Linked DNA regions of Mus musculus: region 2 is linked to region 1. A link is a contact called in public promoter capture Hi-C data. All regions are on one chromosome and are shown on one strand. Each heading gives the region's core, a stretch centred on a gene start, on an enhancer-like site or on the middle of the called end of the contact. The rest is flanking DNA. Distances are from core to core; before and after follow the strand shown.

The links. Promoter capture Hi-C pulls out the DNA fragments that hold promoters and counts their contacts.
Region 2: a contact with region 1 is called in a promoter capture Hi-C map of liver, with 4 times the contacts expected there. The contact joins the enhancer-like site here to the promoter of Atoh8 in region 1. A contact is called at or near these places in 21 of 39 promoter capture datasets (the 3T3-L1 cell line, 3T3-L1-derived adipocytes, the C10 cell line and 14 more), 2 of 15 datasets of contacts at CTCF or cohesin (the NIH/3T3 cell line and large pre-B cells), 19 of 484 Hi-C or Micro-C datasets (the AML12 cell line, the C2C12 cell line, Sertoli cells and 11 more), 17 of 115 datasets of contacts at active chromatin or transcription factors (the NIH/3T3 cell line, astrocytes, bone marrow-derived dendritic cells and 11 more) and 4 of 9 other capture datasets (adipose tissue, embryonic stem cells, liver and 1 more).

What each region holds. Positions count from the first base shown.
Region 1 is chr6:72,230,414-72,237,270 of GRCm38.p6, forward strand. Atoh8 (atonal bHLH transcription factor 8) reads right to left here and starts at 5,164. Exons shown (of 3, transcript NM_153778.3): 1 at 3,981-5,164. The coding sequence starts at 4,751. Gm52906 (a long non-coding RNA gene) reads left to right here and starts at 1,209. Exons shown (of 3, transcript XR_003956452.1): 1 at 1,209-1,300; 2 at 1,710-1,806; 3 at 2,148-2,315.
Region 2 is chr6:71,921,371-71,927,846 of GRCm38.p6, forward strand. Polr1a (polymerase (RNA) I polypeptide A) reads left to right here. Exons shown (of 34, transcript NM_009088.3): 7 at 3,220-3,327; 8 at 4,914-5,019; 9 at 5,279-5,441. Among named protein-coding and RNA genes, the nearest start is that of Polr1a, 16 kb to the left of the region's middle. Within about 2 kb of position 1,806, at least 5 of the 459 cell types and tissues checked have an H3K27ac peak or open chromatin away from gene starts, as enhancers often do.

The DNA.
Region 1 (6,857 bases), core at 3,914-6,413:
CAGCCATTCTCCCCTAGGGCCTGACAGATCTGGGGACAGAACCTGGCCACTTTCTGTAAGTGACAAGTAGTTCTACAAACTTACGACCAAAGATATATATTCACATCATAAGAATCTCAACAAACAGCCTCTCTTGGAACCTGGGGGCAGGGTAGGATCCTGCCACCCTCGCCAACTCTGTGGAGCTTCCAGTGTGAGGAGGTTTGCTGGTCACTACCTAAGGGAGGGGCACACAGACACTGCTGGGGTTCCCCTATCTCTTTTACCTCAGAGGATTTGGGAGCCAAAGACAGGCTAAGACCACCACCCCTATACCCTTCTGGAATTATAATCTAGTGATGAACCTTGGAGATCCTCAAGGCACATGGGGGTGGGGGGGTAACCTGGGGCCCACTTGCTCGCTGCTAAGGGGCCATCACGGTCTGCTGATGCCACTCCTCCATGGACATCAAGGGGCTTCGAGGAGGAGAACAAAGCCACCCACAGGCTAGGCATCCCAAAGGTGGGCATAGCCCGAGGGTCCTGCCAGGGAACTGAGCTCCAAAGCCCCGGCCCTTCCCTCCTCTGCCCAGTACAGCTGGCCTTTCCCATGGACCCCTCCCCCCTGGCAGGGAGCAGCCTGCACGTGGCCAGCCCAGCTGCACACACATGGCCCTCATATGGGGCAGCAAGGAGGGCTTGGGTGCAGCTGGGCTGGTGGCAAGTGCTGTGGTCTGACCATCTGCCCTGCACCCCCCGTCCCCAGACGTGAGGGACTCTGTCCCACCTGCAGCAGGCACACAGCTCCCTCCCAGCTCTTCCTGGTTGAGAGGAGAGGAGATTGCAATGACTGGCAGGGACCTAACTGTCTTCCTGGTGCTGCGGTACATAAGCCAGGAAGCAAAGCCGTTAAGCGCTGGCCAGTGGGAAGACTCGCTGACCCTGATTCAATCCAGGTTTTGTGGTGGCCACACAGCTCTGTAACTGCACAACACCATGAACGCACTGCCAAGACCCGAGAGTGCCGACACATGGGTGCAGCACAGCACAAAGCCTACGGGGCCACCGGGAGCACCACAAGACCTCAGCCAGTTCACATAAGTTTCCTGAGACCCCAAAACCACCTTGTAAGAACTGGGGCATGGGGGAAGTGATGACAGCACCTATTTCACAAAGCCAACTAGAACATGGGAGGTTCTAAGCACGGAGCCTGGTGCGTTTCTGTGGTTATCATCAGAACGACGAAATGGCTGGCTGGCTGGCTCAGTGGTTGCCTGCTGCCAAGCCCCATGGCCAGAGTTCGATCCCCAAGGATCACATGGTAAAAGGAGAGAACCAATTTCTCAAGCTGTCCTCTGACCTCTACTCACACACTGAGACACACCTATACACACACACAGCAATATAGTTTTTAAAATCCCAAAAGAGCTGGGTGTGGTGGTATGTGCCTTTAACCTCAGCACTCAGGAGGCAGATGCAAAAGCAAGGAGATTTCTATAAATTCCAGGCTAGCCTAGTCTATATAACAAGTTTAGCTGCAGGCCAACAAAGAGTACATAGAGAGACCCTGTCAAAAAAAAAAAAAAAAGGAGGAGGGGGGTATAATAAAGCATCCATACTGCCTTGTCCTGTAGAGCCCTGCCCTGCTCAGTGCCCAGGCCCCTGAAGACACACATTTGAGACTTCTTCTTCTTCTTCTTCCTTATGGACCTTGCCTGCTCTTGGTGCAGAAGAGCTCAATGTGAGGTAGAGGATAACGTCATGATGCAACCTGAGCAGCCAAGGCCCACAGAGGACTGTCCCCAGCCACACAGAAAGTCCAGGAGGGTAAGCTCCAGGGCAGGGAGACACTCCTTCCCTGGGAGTGCCTGGTGGTGGGGACAGGGTGGGGACAGTCTCAGCCCTTCTCTAGATCTCTGTCCTTCTCAGTCAACAAGATGATGTCCAATGGGACCCAGCAACCCTTTTAGGGAAAGGACAGAATGGTTGGGGCTAGGAAAAAGAAACAAGAGACGTGTGTGTGTGTGTGTGTGTGTGTGTGCGCGCGCACACACGCGCGCGCGCACAAGCGTCCTTTGGGTAGATATATTCAACACATGTACATACATTTAACTACATCTGTGTGCACACTAAGTCTCTTTTAAAATACTTGGGCTAACCTTCGTCAGGACACTTTGAATTTGATGCTTGTGTCAGAACTTCCCCTACAGACAGCAGAACGAAACCTCATCTGAAAGTCAACAAGGGCACCACCCAGTGGGAAGATTGTAGCCACATAAACTTTCCATGAACTGCTCACTACAAGATGATCTTGGGTGAGTCTCGTACCTTCCCCTGGCCTCAGTATTGCTTACGATGAAATGGGTCTATCCAATCCTGACGTTAAGATTACATAAAATAGGAGTCCTTGTAGACAGAAAAGGCACAGGACACGAGAGACACAGGCAAGCACACAGGCATGAATGCTCTCCCTAAGTAAAGTTGAAGGCAGCAGCTGGAGGCAGAGAAAAGGAGCTGAGGGAGAGGTTTGGGGCACACGAACCCCCTCAGTTCAGGAGGGGTTCACCTCACCACAAGCAAAGCAGATATACAGGCAACTCCCTGCCCTCTGTCATCTGCAAGATACCCCACAGGTTGTCACTGCGCAGGCATGCAGGCACACAGCAGCTGGCCCAGGGTGACATGGATGGCTCCACAGCCTAGGGAACAGCTGATGTATCTGCAGGCAGTGACAGCCACCCTGCCTCCACCAAACGCTTCTCCCAAACCCAGGTTCAAAAGCCACTAGGGTCACTTTCTCCTAGGCGTCCCATGTTCAACTCATGGAAGGACTAAGTCTCCAATGCCTGACTTTACCCATAGAAGGGAGTCTGAGCGAGAGAGATGCTACTGGCTAAAGCCCAGAGAGGTTGAGTAACTTTCCAGGAGACAAACAGCTAATCAGTGGCAGAACAAACAAACAAAAGTTTCATCCATTAAAGAAGTAACATCCACCACCCATTCCAACCTCTTATGTGACCTGAATGAGAGGGCCCATCCCACACCCTTTGCAGATCTTACTCCTCTCTAAGAAAGTGAGAAACCAGAGAGTTCTGGGGAAGAACTAAGCTTATCTTAAGTGGAACTGTCAGCTGCCCCCTCTGCCATGGTAATTCTCTAGTCAAATGTTCCTTAGTTTTCCCAATAGATGCTGTCAGGTGAGGGCAGTCTGCCCCCAGTAACTAAAGAGGAGCCCCCTGGCTTATCCAGAGCTCGGCTCTGTTGGCTCCACCCCGACCCCTGAGAGAATCCCCAGCAGTCTCCTGGCCCCCCAGGAGGTGACTGGTGTGAAGAGGAAGGGCAGCGGTGGGCAGGATCTCCTGGGAAAGTTCCTGAAGCTGTGTTTGAAAGAAACACAGCCTTGTAGCCCGGTCATAACGGACTCCGGGAACTAGGTAAAGCAGAGATCCTAGAAGCAAGCTGAAGTGACCATGGAAACAGGAGCTGAGAGGCGCTGACAAGCCCCACCCCCTACCCCTACCCACCCCCCACCCCCACCTCCCCACCCCCGCCTCCTGGGTCGCCCTTTACATTCCAGGGCCCCCAGGAGCGCACCTCTGTGATGCTGTGTGCCTCGGTGACACCAACAGGGGGCCGAGACCCCAAGCATGCCAAGTGCACAGAGCGGAAAGGTCGTGCTCTGTTCCCTTCCCCTGCCAGGGGAAGATTCCCACATCCCCCCCCCCCCCCCGTACTCCCCACCAAGCCCAAGGGACCAGAAGACAAATACTCGCTGCACAAGTCAACTACAAGACCTGAGGTCAGACGCGGTTACTCCTGGGGAACAGGGGCGTGTCTAGGCCAGAGATCCCTAGATTTCGCCCACTTTACAAACTAAAAAGTTGCAACAATGATAACTCTAATCTGCCTGCTTTGTGGGATTCCTTTTATCCTAACTCCGACCCTGGGACCACCCACCCACCCACTTCTGCCACTCTAACCCCGCGGCGGTTAGTGAGTACCTGCTTCCTCAGCGCCTCGAAGGCTGCGCTGATGGTGTGCACCCGCGTCCGCTCCCTGGCGTTGGCCAGAAGCCTCCGGGTCTGCTGCAGGGCTTTGATCTCCGTTGAGGCGGCGGTCGCTTCGCCTGGCCGTTTCCTAGGCGACGCGGAAGAATCCGGGTGGTTATTGTAAATTACGTGTGAAATTGACGAGTAGGAACTTTCCCCCGGGCGCGTGGGGGGCGCAGGGCGCACGGGGGACTCTTGTGGCGCCGCTGGGGGTGCGAGAGGCGCGGATTGTGTGGGACGCGCGGGAGGGGCGCACAGCAAGATGCGGGGACGCAGAGCCTGCTCGCGGAAGGAGTGCGCCTCGGGATCCCCGGGTGCCAAGCTCTGAGATGCGGGAGGCGGCGGTGGCGTGGGTAGTCCCGGTCCCACTGTGCCCAGAGCGAAACCGCGTTTGCGCGCGTCAGAGACCTCAGGCGCTCTGATGCCCCGGAATTCCCTGGCTGTGTCTGTGCCTCCACCTGGAGGAACCGCCGGCGCCACTGAGGCTGGTACTGGGGTCGCGATCGGGAACGGTTGTGTCCTGTCCCGAAGCCCGTTGGTGGCGGCGGTGGTGCTGACTGTGGCGCCGAGCTCGGGAGCTTCCAAGTCCAATCGGAAAGTTTTATAGCCATTCGCGCGCCGCACCGGCTCCTTGCCTTTCCGCTTGAGCTTCTTGAGGCCGTTCAGTTCTTTAACGCACACAGTCTTCCACGGCCCGTCCTCGAGGACCGGGATGTGCTTCATGGCGAGGACGGCGTGAGGCTGGGGCGTGGGACTGCCCGGGACGCGCGCCCGCAGCGATCACTCTGCACGCCGCGCGCCTGGCTGTGCCGGGTGGCCGCCGCGCTGAGCGCCGCCTTGTCGCCGCGCTCTCTCCTCCTACCCTCCCTCCCCGGGTCCCTCCCTCGCACCCCCACTCCCGGGGCAGCTGCGCCTCCGGCTCCGTGAAGCCTTGGAGGCTGCCGGTTCCCCGGGAGAGCTCAGAGTGTCATCTGAAGTCGCTGCCGCCCTGCCAGCATTTCTGCAGAACGCCCGCTGCGCTCCATCTGTGTTTGTTTAGCCTCAGTTTACACAGAAGCCCAGTTCGCAAGATCACTCAGCGCCGCCCGCCCGGAGAGGAGGCAGCTCCCGCCGCCGCCGCTGCCGCCTCCCGAGCCCAGGCCGCCCGAGCAGCGAGCGCCTTTAAAGAAACAGGAAGCATTTTTCAAAACAGCTGGGCTGAGGGCCGCCTCCTTTGTCCGCGTGCTCTCGGCCTCCCCCCACCCCTCATGCCTTGTGCCGGAACCTGCCTCCTCCTGCTCGCCCTCTCTGCCCCCTACCCAAGTTGGGGGCGCGCCTTCTCTCTCCAAAAACAGTCCGCACTGTCCACTACAGTCCCGAGCACGTGGCTGCTAATCGCTGTGGCCCTTCATTGCCCAGCCTTGTTGGCCTGGGGTGGGGGTGGGGGTGACGCAGCGCCGACCTTTCCCATCCAGAACCTTCCCTTCTACCTCCCACCCGAACTGTCCAACAGAGGGAGAAATCCCAGAGCTTCTGGGAGGGAAAGATAAGTGGGAGAGAAGAACCCCAGAGTGGCTGGTCATTGTCATCCAACTGCAAGAAGGCCTTCTCCCTTCTTGCCCCTATTTGCTGGGGCAGAGGCCTTAGGAACAGAACACCGGACATTGGGAAACTGAGAGATGCAAATGTCTGGTTTAGCAGATGTAACGTCGGTGAAGATCTTAAGTCATCTTACCCGAAGCGCCCTGCTAAACCCAGATTTACTCATCTATGAAATGAGGAATCTGGAGAACACCCATGCTTGTCACAGCCTGGCTGTGAAAGCCGCCACACAGGAGGTGCCAGGTCATCAGTAGCTGCGCTAATGTTATCAGCCAGGGCAGGACAGCTCCTCAAGCAGACAGAATTCTTAGGTCCAGAGCTCAAGGTTGCCATTTACTGAGCGACCTTGGCATTCGTCGTGCTGTCCCTCGGCACCTCTGGCTCCTTATGCCCAGGATAGGGGTCACAACCACACCTTCCTCCTGGGAATGATAACAATTGATTGAGCACAGAGCCTGATGCCAATTGGCCCCAGAGGTAGAGTTCACTCTCCAGACCCCCAGGCCCCTATTCCACTGGAAATCCTACTAGAAAGAAGAGGCTGACGGGGAGGCCCTCTCGGGACCCTCTGCACACACCTTCCCCTGTGCTGCCACGTAGAGTTGCTCTCTTCACCGAGCCTTCCTCCAATGGTCTCCTTTGAGGCAAGTGTCATTAAAAGGATGAAAGGAGATCGTATATGGCATTTGAATGGTGACCCTTGACACACTGGTGTAGTGAAACTATAACTCGGGGCTTAGCTAGAGTTGGGCAGAGTCACAAGCTGTGTTGCCCGTGGCAGTTAGTGTGTTAGATGCCTCCACGTGAGTGGATGCCATTCCTAACAACGGGCTCCACGAAAGCTGAACCCCAGCCCTTTTCTAATGTCTTCCAAAAGAAGGGAAAGACCACTGTAATTTGTCGGAATGGAAGGAAAGAGAGCAGTGATAGGGATGACATCTGTGTTGGGTAGACACACCCACCACCCCCACGTCTCCCTTTGGGCAACTTGAGGATCTGAACTTGGCAGTCACAGGATGGAAGGGTGTTCTGAGGAACAGAAGAGAAATGTAAGTAGCCTAATTGATGGGAAGAATGCCTGTGACTGCCATTCTCAGCTTACCAGGCCACAGATTTCAGGCCGAGGCCAGCTGAATGCAAACCAGGTCTCTCCTGGTACTCCCCGTTCTCCGATTCCCGTTAGCTTCCTTGAGAAGCTGGACAGAAACCAGCTGGGCAGCGCCCCCTGGTGGTATAAAGCTTAGGAGA
Region 2 (6,476 bases), core at 556-3,055, 310 kb before region 1:
TGTGGTTTTTGTTGTTTAATTCTGAAATGAGAATTAAATAAGGTATTTTGAGAAGTCCTGAGACGAGTACGTGTTTTGCTGTGCGTGTACTAGACCCTCCGATTCCTTTTTTATCGTATATTCCGTATGCCAAGTCAGAAAAAGCAGCCTGAGCTTGCGGTTGGCTCTGGTGTGTGCCGTGAGAGGCTCAGAGAGGCCGCTTCTCAGACCTGTTGGCAGCTCACATAGTGGCAGTAGCAGAGGCCACCCCGAGCTGAGGCCACCACATCCATGACAATGCACAGCAGATAACATGGGTGAGCCTTGTCCAGGGCTTGGGACTATGGAGTAGGCAGGGAAATGCATTCCTGGGTACCCAGCCCATGCTGACTCCAGCAAGGTTTGCTGTAAATACAAATCTGTGCACTGGTTTTTGATAGACCTTTTATTGTAGAGCAAATTCAGGGTAGCAAGCACAGTGTGAGTTCCCATGAAGTCGTCTTCCAGTTGGTTCATTTGTAACCTTTTAGATCGCCGTAGGCATCCATCAGCACTAGGGTGGCACTGATAACTTACAAACCTAATTTGAAACTTGCCAGTTATTTTGCTCATGGCCTTTCTGTATCCTAGGACCTAGAGTGGGATCCATACCCTGTTTAGGCACATGTTCTTTGATAGTGAGCAGCTAATAGCACAAGAGTGGATTTTCCTCCACTTACCTGCAAACGGCCATAGAAACATCTTCTCTTAGCACCGCTTGACAGTTGCAACCATGACCCTCTAGATTGTCCTAGAAAATGCTAATACACTAAAAACAGAAATGTTCAGAATTTTCAATAATAACTCCAGTTGGGGCACATGTCCAAAGATAAAGTAGCCTTTCAGTTCCTTTCATTCATCTGAGGTAATATTTTGCTGTAACTGTAAGAATAAGGTACATCCAGAAGTCTGGACACTAGAAATCTGTAGAAGATAGTCCTTGTTTTGGTTGTTTTTTGTTTTGTTTCCTTATTTACTTGTTAGTTTTTTATTTAATGACTCTTTTTTTTGGTTAGGGAGGAGGGAGTTTGAGACAGGGTCTTGATGCATAGTCCTGGCTGATCTGAAACTCACTACATAGATAAAGCCGGCCTTGAACTCACAGAGATCCTCTTACCTCTGCCACCCAAGTGATGGGTTAAAGGTGTGTGCTACCACACCCAGCATAAACAATTCTTAAATATGTTATTTGCACACAATTGGGCCGGCAAGATGGTTGGTTCAACAGGTAAAGATGCTTCCTGCCAAGCCTGACAGTCTGAGTTAGCCTGTAGCAACCACAGGGTGGGAAGAGAGGGCTGACTCCTGAAGGTTGTCCTCTGACCTTCACCCGCCCACGGCTACACACTCACTCCACAATAAATAAATAAATAATCAGTGTAATGGAGAAGCTAACCAAAAGTATAGAACAGGGCAAAACAGCATTGTTTGTGGCTAGTTGAGAATATGTGAAGTGTGTGTACCAGCTGGCAGTCATCTGTACTGTAAAGAACTGTGCTGTGATTGTGTTTGCCACACTTGAGGGTGCTCAGTACACACATGACAGTGGGGAGTGAGGATGACTATAGGAAAGACAGAAAAAAAGAAAAAGAGACACATATGGGAGGGCTGCAGGTCATTACCACACCAGCCTCGAGTGTACTTCTCATTGCCTTCTTGTACCAGAGTGCCATGGGAAGCAAAGCCACAAGCTAACAGAAACTATTTGCTGAAGTGTACTCCTAAGACATTTGTTCTCGCCCAAAAACCTCCCTAGTCCTTCCACCATGGTCAATAGACTCTTCAGCCCTCGCCTTGAGCCTCAGGCGCGCCGCCTCATTCCGTGGCTCAGCAGGGCTGCCAGCAGCCTGGACTCTGACTGTTGAGCAGACTTTCTTCCTGCTTCAGAGAAGCAGCTCCAGCAGTTCCTTGATAAATCCAGAGGAGGGAAAATTGAGCAATGCTTCACTTCAGTTAAGGCATCCCAGAAAATGCTCACAATTGTGAGGCTACAGAATACTTAAATTACCTTTGTTCCTCATCTCAGTGTCAAGATCAGCTTCTTACACGGGAGCCTCAATACAATTTTCTACTTGATGTGGGCAGAGCTAGCAATCAGGGTCTCAGAGGATCTTGCCTAGTCCAAGAAGCCAACCTCACCTACTAGTGTGATATTTCTTAAATCAGTCTATTCAGATCTGTAGACATCTTCACACAGGCGCTCAGTGGATGAAAGTGCTTAGGGCCCAAATCTATGTTCTAGTCCCAGGACTCATAGTAGCTGAAGAGAACCAACTCCCAAAAGCAATGAGAAGACAGCTTCCCTGTGTGTGTGTGCACAGTGGCACATATGTCCTCACACTCACACAATTGAAAAATCACCTCCCCACATTTACTACTGTTTCCCTGACCCTCTCTGCTGGGTCCTGGGTCCATGAGACAATGCTGCTTGTTTTCTTCCAAGGCCTCATTCATGCTAGGTGCCTATTCAACACTTATCTATATCCTAGCCCAATAATGTTCATTTAGAAAAGCTAACACTGAAATCAATCTGAATGTCCAAATAGAAGAGTGTGGTTAAATAAATTAGGAAATCTCCTCAGTAGAGTATCGTGCAGCCATAGAAATGATGATTGGAGCTGGGCATGGTTGCATAGACTAAGCCCAGCACTTGAGAGGTGGAGACAGGAGGATCAGGACTTCAAGGCTAACCTGGGCTACTTAAGGTTGTCTCAGTAACAAGCAAAAAAGTGTTTAGATGAAAGCTATATAGCAATTGTCTATGTGTCCCTCTTATAGCACCAAATGAACAGAATTTTGATGAAAATAAATCCATGCAAGATTTTCGGGTTTTTTGAAGTAATACCTCACTGTAGCCCACATTGTCCTAGAACTAATGATCCTCCGCCTCGTCCTCCTAAGTCCTGGGGTGACAGGCCTGTGCCACCAACCTGGCACAGTCTCAATGTCATGTACGGTATTTACATGAACCAAAGCACTAGAAAAGAAAGTTTAAAAGTGAAAATAGTTATGTTAGTAATATGAGCGAGTGGGAATGCCCTGGTGTATTCTTCCACTCTGGTTTTATATAATAGTGTCTTGTGTTCGTTACTCCCGAAATCAGAGTGTGGGTGGAGATCCGGGCTGAGGAGCTGCTTCTCTGTAGAATGATGTTTACGGTTGTTGAAAGAATGGGGGGAATATGGGTCTATCTCACTACAGAAGGAGTGCCGGAAGCTCCAGGAATTGACAAGGCTCAGATGGGGAAACGAGGGTACCTGACCCCAAGCAGCGCCCAAGAACACCTTTTCGCCATTTGGAAGAATGAAGGTACTAGAGAAATTGTCTGTCTGTCTGTGGATTTGATTTCCTGGATCATTTTATTAGTCCACCCTCTTACTACCTTAACTGAAGTTCTAATTAATGTAGCTCCCACCTGTAATTTCTCCACTGGTCTGGGGCAAGCTTCAGGGCACATTGACTTAGAGCCATTAAGAAGCAAGGTAGGTCACACCCCCTACCAAGAACTTGGTGCAGCCGAGCCCAGTCACTGCTGCACTACTGCATTCTGGAAGGCTTATTGTCACTCATCTTTTTCAGATGTCCACTAAAAGGGATGTTTTAGCTGGGCAGGTGGCACACACCTTTAGTCTCAGCACTTGGGAGGCAGAGGTAGGTGGATCTCTTGAGTTCAAGGCATGGTCTATATAGTGAGTTCCAAGAAAGCCAAAGCTACTTAGTGAGACCATCTTGAAACCCCCCCCCCCAAAAAAAAGATCTTGTAAACATTCATTCTATGCAGATTCCTTCTGTGAATCAGAGTGAACTTTTGTATGTTTCAGTTCCCTGCAAAAAGGGAAATCTTCCCCTTTCTGAATACATAAGATGGCCAGTGCAGAGACCTCGAAGTCCTCAGCCATCTTCCAAGATGGTGTCAGGGCACTAACGATGGTCTCTGCAAAGGAAGTGCTCTGGGCACTGATTGGTCTCTGCACAGGAAGTGTTCTGGGCACTGATTGGTCTCTGCACAGGAAGTGTTCTGGGCACTGATTGGTCTCTGCACAGGAAGTGTTCTGGGCACTGATTGGTCTCTGCACAGGAAGTGTTCTGGGCACTGATTGGTCTCTGCACAGGAAGTGCTCTGGGCACTGATTGGTCTCTGCACAGGAAGCTCATAGACAACCATGGTATCGCCAGGATTACAAGAGTGGAAAAGTACCGCATTCGTTAAGTGCTTTCTGTGGCAGGCTTTACTCAGGCTTGGTTCATTTTCTCCAAGCAGTTTTAGGTCAGCTTACTTACGTCTCTGATCCAGTTTGCAGAAGAGCCCTCTTCACATACCTATAGAGAAAGGATGTTCCATTATCTTTTGTTTTTAAGAGACTAAACTTTATTTGACTTGATTTTTTTTTTTTATTTTGATTAATTTTGTTCAGAGTCCAAAATAGCAAACATTTTTTTTGTTTGTTTTTTGTTTTTCGAGACAGGGTTTCTCTGTGTAGCCCTGGCTGTCCTGGAACTCAGTTTATAGACCAGTCTGGCCTTGAACTCAGAAATCCGCCTGCCTCTGCCTCTGCTGGGATTACAGGCTGTGCCACCACGCCCCTGCTTGCAAACATTTTGTTATGTATGTAAGATTCCACACCTAGGAGGGAGGGTGACTTAAGCTTCCTGTTTCTTCATAGCTCATTTCCTTACTGAAGTACCGTTGGCCCTCAGCATCTTCATCTTATCTTACTGCATACAAGCTGTCCTATGCCCAGGCTGACTTTGTTTGTTTTTATAAGAAGTATTTTCTTATTCTGCATAGCATCCCATATCCTGTTTTGATTTGTTTTTTTTTTCTTAGTAACATTTTTATGTTTTTATGCATAAATGGCTTAAATGGTCTTGTTGGTTACTTTATTTCAACACAGGATTCTTTCTGAATTATCTTTTTTCGGGATTGGATGATATTGGCCCAGAGTCCAGTTTCAACCCCAGTATGTTCTTTCTAGACTTCATAGTCGTACCGCCATCCAGGTAACTCCTTTTAACTTACTCTGCATGAAAAGGGTGGGCTGAGGAATTGAGCAGGGTCACGTAGGAGGGCCTGGAAGGGTTGGGCCACTGAGAAATCAAACAGCTGTCAAACCAAGGTTGCAGGTAGTGGCCTGAGCATTCTCTGTCATTTGGTTGTCCTAGACATAGGTGGTTGTTTCTAGTGGACTGAGCTGTGCTTCTTTCAGTAAATAGTTAGGAGGCTGAAAAACATTCATGAAGCCTGTATGCCACCCTGTAGGTACCGTCCCGTCAATCGCCTGGGTGACCAGATGTTCACTAATGGCCAGACAGTAAACTTGCAAGCTGTCATGAAGGATGCAGTTTTGATCCGGAAACTTCTGGCGTTGATGGCCCAAGAACAGAAACTGCCCTGTGAGATGACAGAACTCACCATAGACAAGGTCAGAGCTGCCTCGGTGTTGATACAATGTCTTGGTTAAGGACAGGTTTGGTAAGAACTACACACTTGGTTCTAACTGTGTGGACACAGATGTTGTGGCTGCTGCAAGATGCTACCTGCAGTGGGCAGCACCCCTGGTTGGCAGTGTGACTTGTTAGGACAAGTGCAGGCCTGATTATAGATAAATGTAGGTATTGTTTGGGTTCAATATCCAAAGATCATGCCAGTGGTTTTAGTCACTTTGATTTCTTGGACGCATCTTCACTATACAGTGTATGACATTTATGGTGAGGTTTCACACCCAGGCTGTTCTTGGAGGTCTCAGTAGTCATCTTCCCTCCGGCTCTAAGGATGTGTGTGTTGGCTCAGAAAGGTCTTTAGCAATGGAGCCAGGAAGACGATGTAGAATGGGATTTTCTAGAATAAGACCATCCCCACTGACAGTTACCTAGCCCTTTCCAGGTCTTACATCAAACTCTGTAAATTAAAGCTAAATTGGGTATTCAAAGTGACTTGCCAAGGTCACTCCATCCCTGAACTGTGGTCAGGATGTAAATAGAATGGCTTTTTCTAGCTTTGGAGAGACAGACCTCTCATATTCCATGTCATTTGCTCAGACAGTGCTGCTATAAGCCAGGGTTGTCCCAGGGTGACACCATTGTCTCCTGGGCACATAGCTTTGGATGACTTCTTGACCCTTTGTCTGGTTCTACTGAACTTTACTGATGAGTCAGTGTGGATGTGCTTTTAACAGCATAAGAAAGAGTTGCCATCTGCAGGTCCTGGTCCAGTGTGGAAGACTGAAGACCATAGGATAATCAAATCCAATGAGTAGGAATGAGAATTTTATTTTAGTGACCCTTAAGAGTAGAGACTAGCTTTTGTCAATAGTAACAGGGCTCTATCTCTAGGGGGAAAAAAAAAAAACAAACAATACTGTCTTGATCCCTCGGCTAATTTCCCTTTAATTAATTAGACATATTCTTGTTTTTTTCCTATTTGTGTTCATCATTGTATTCCCATGGCACTGATCTCT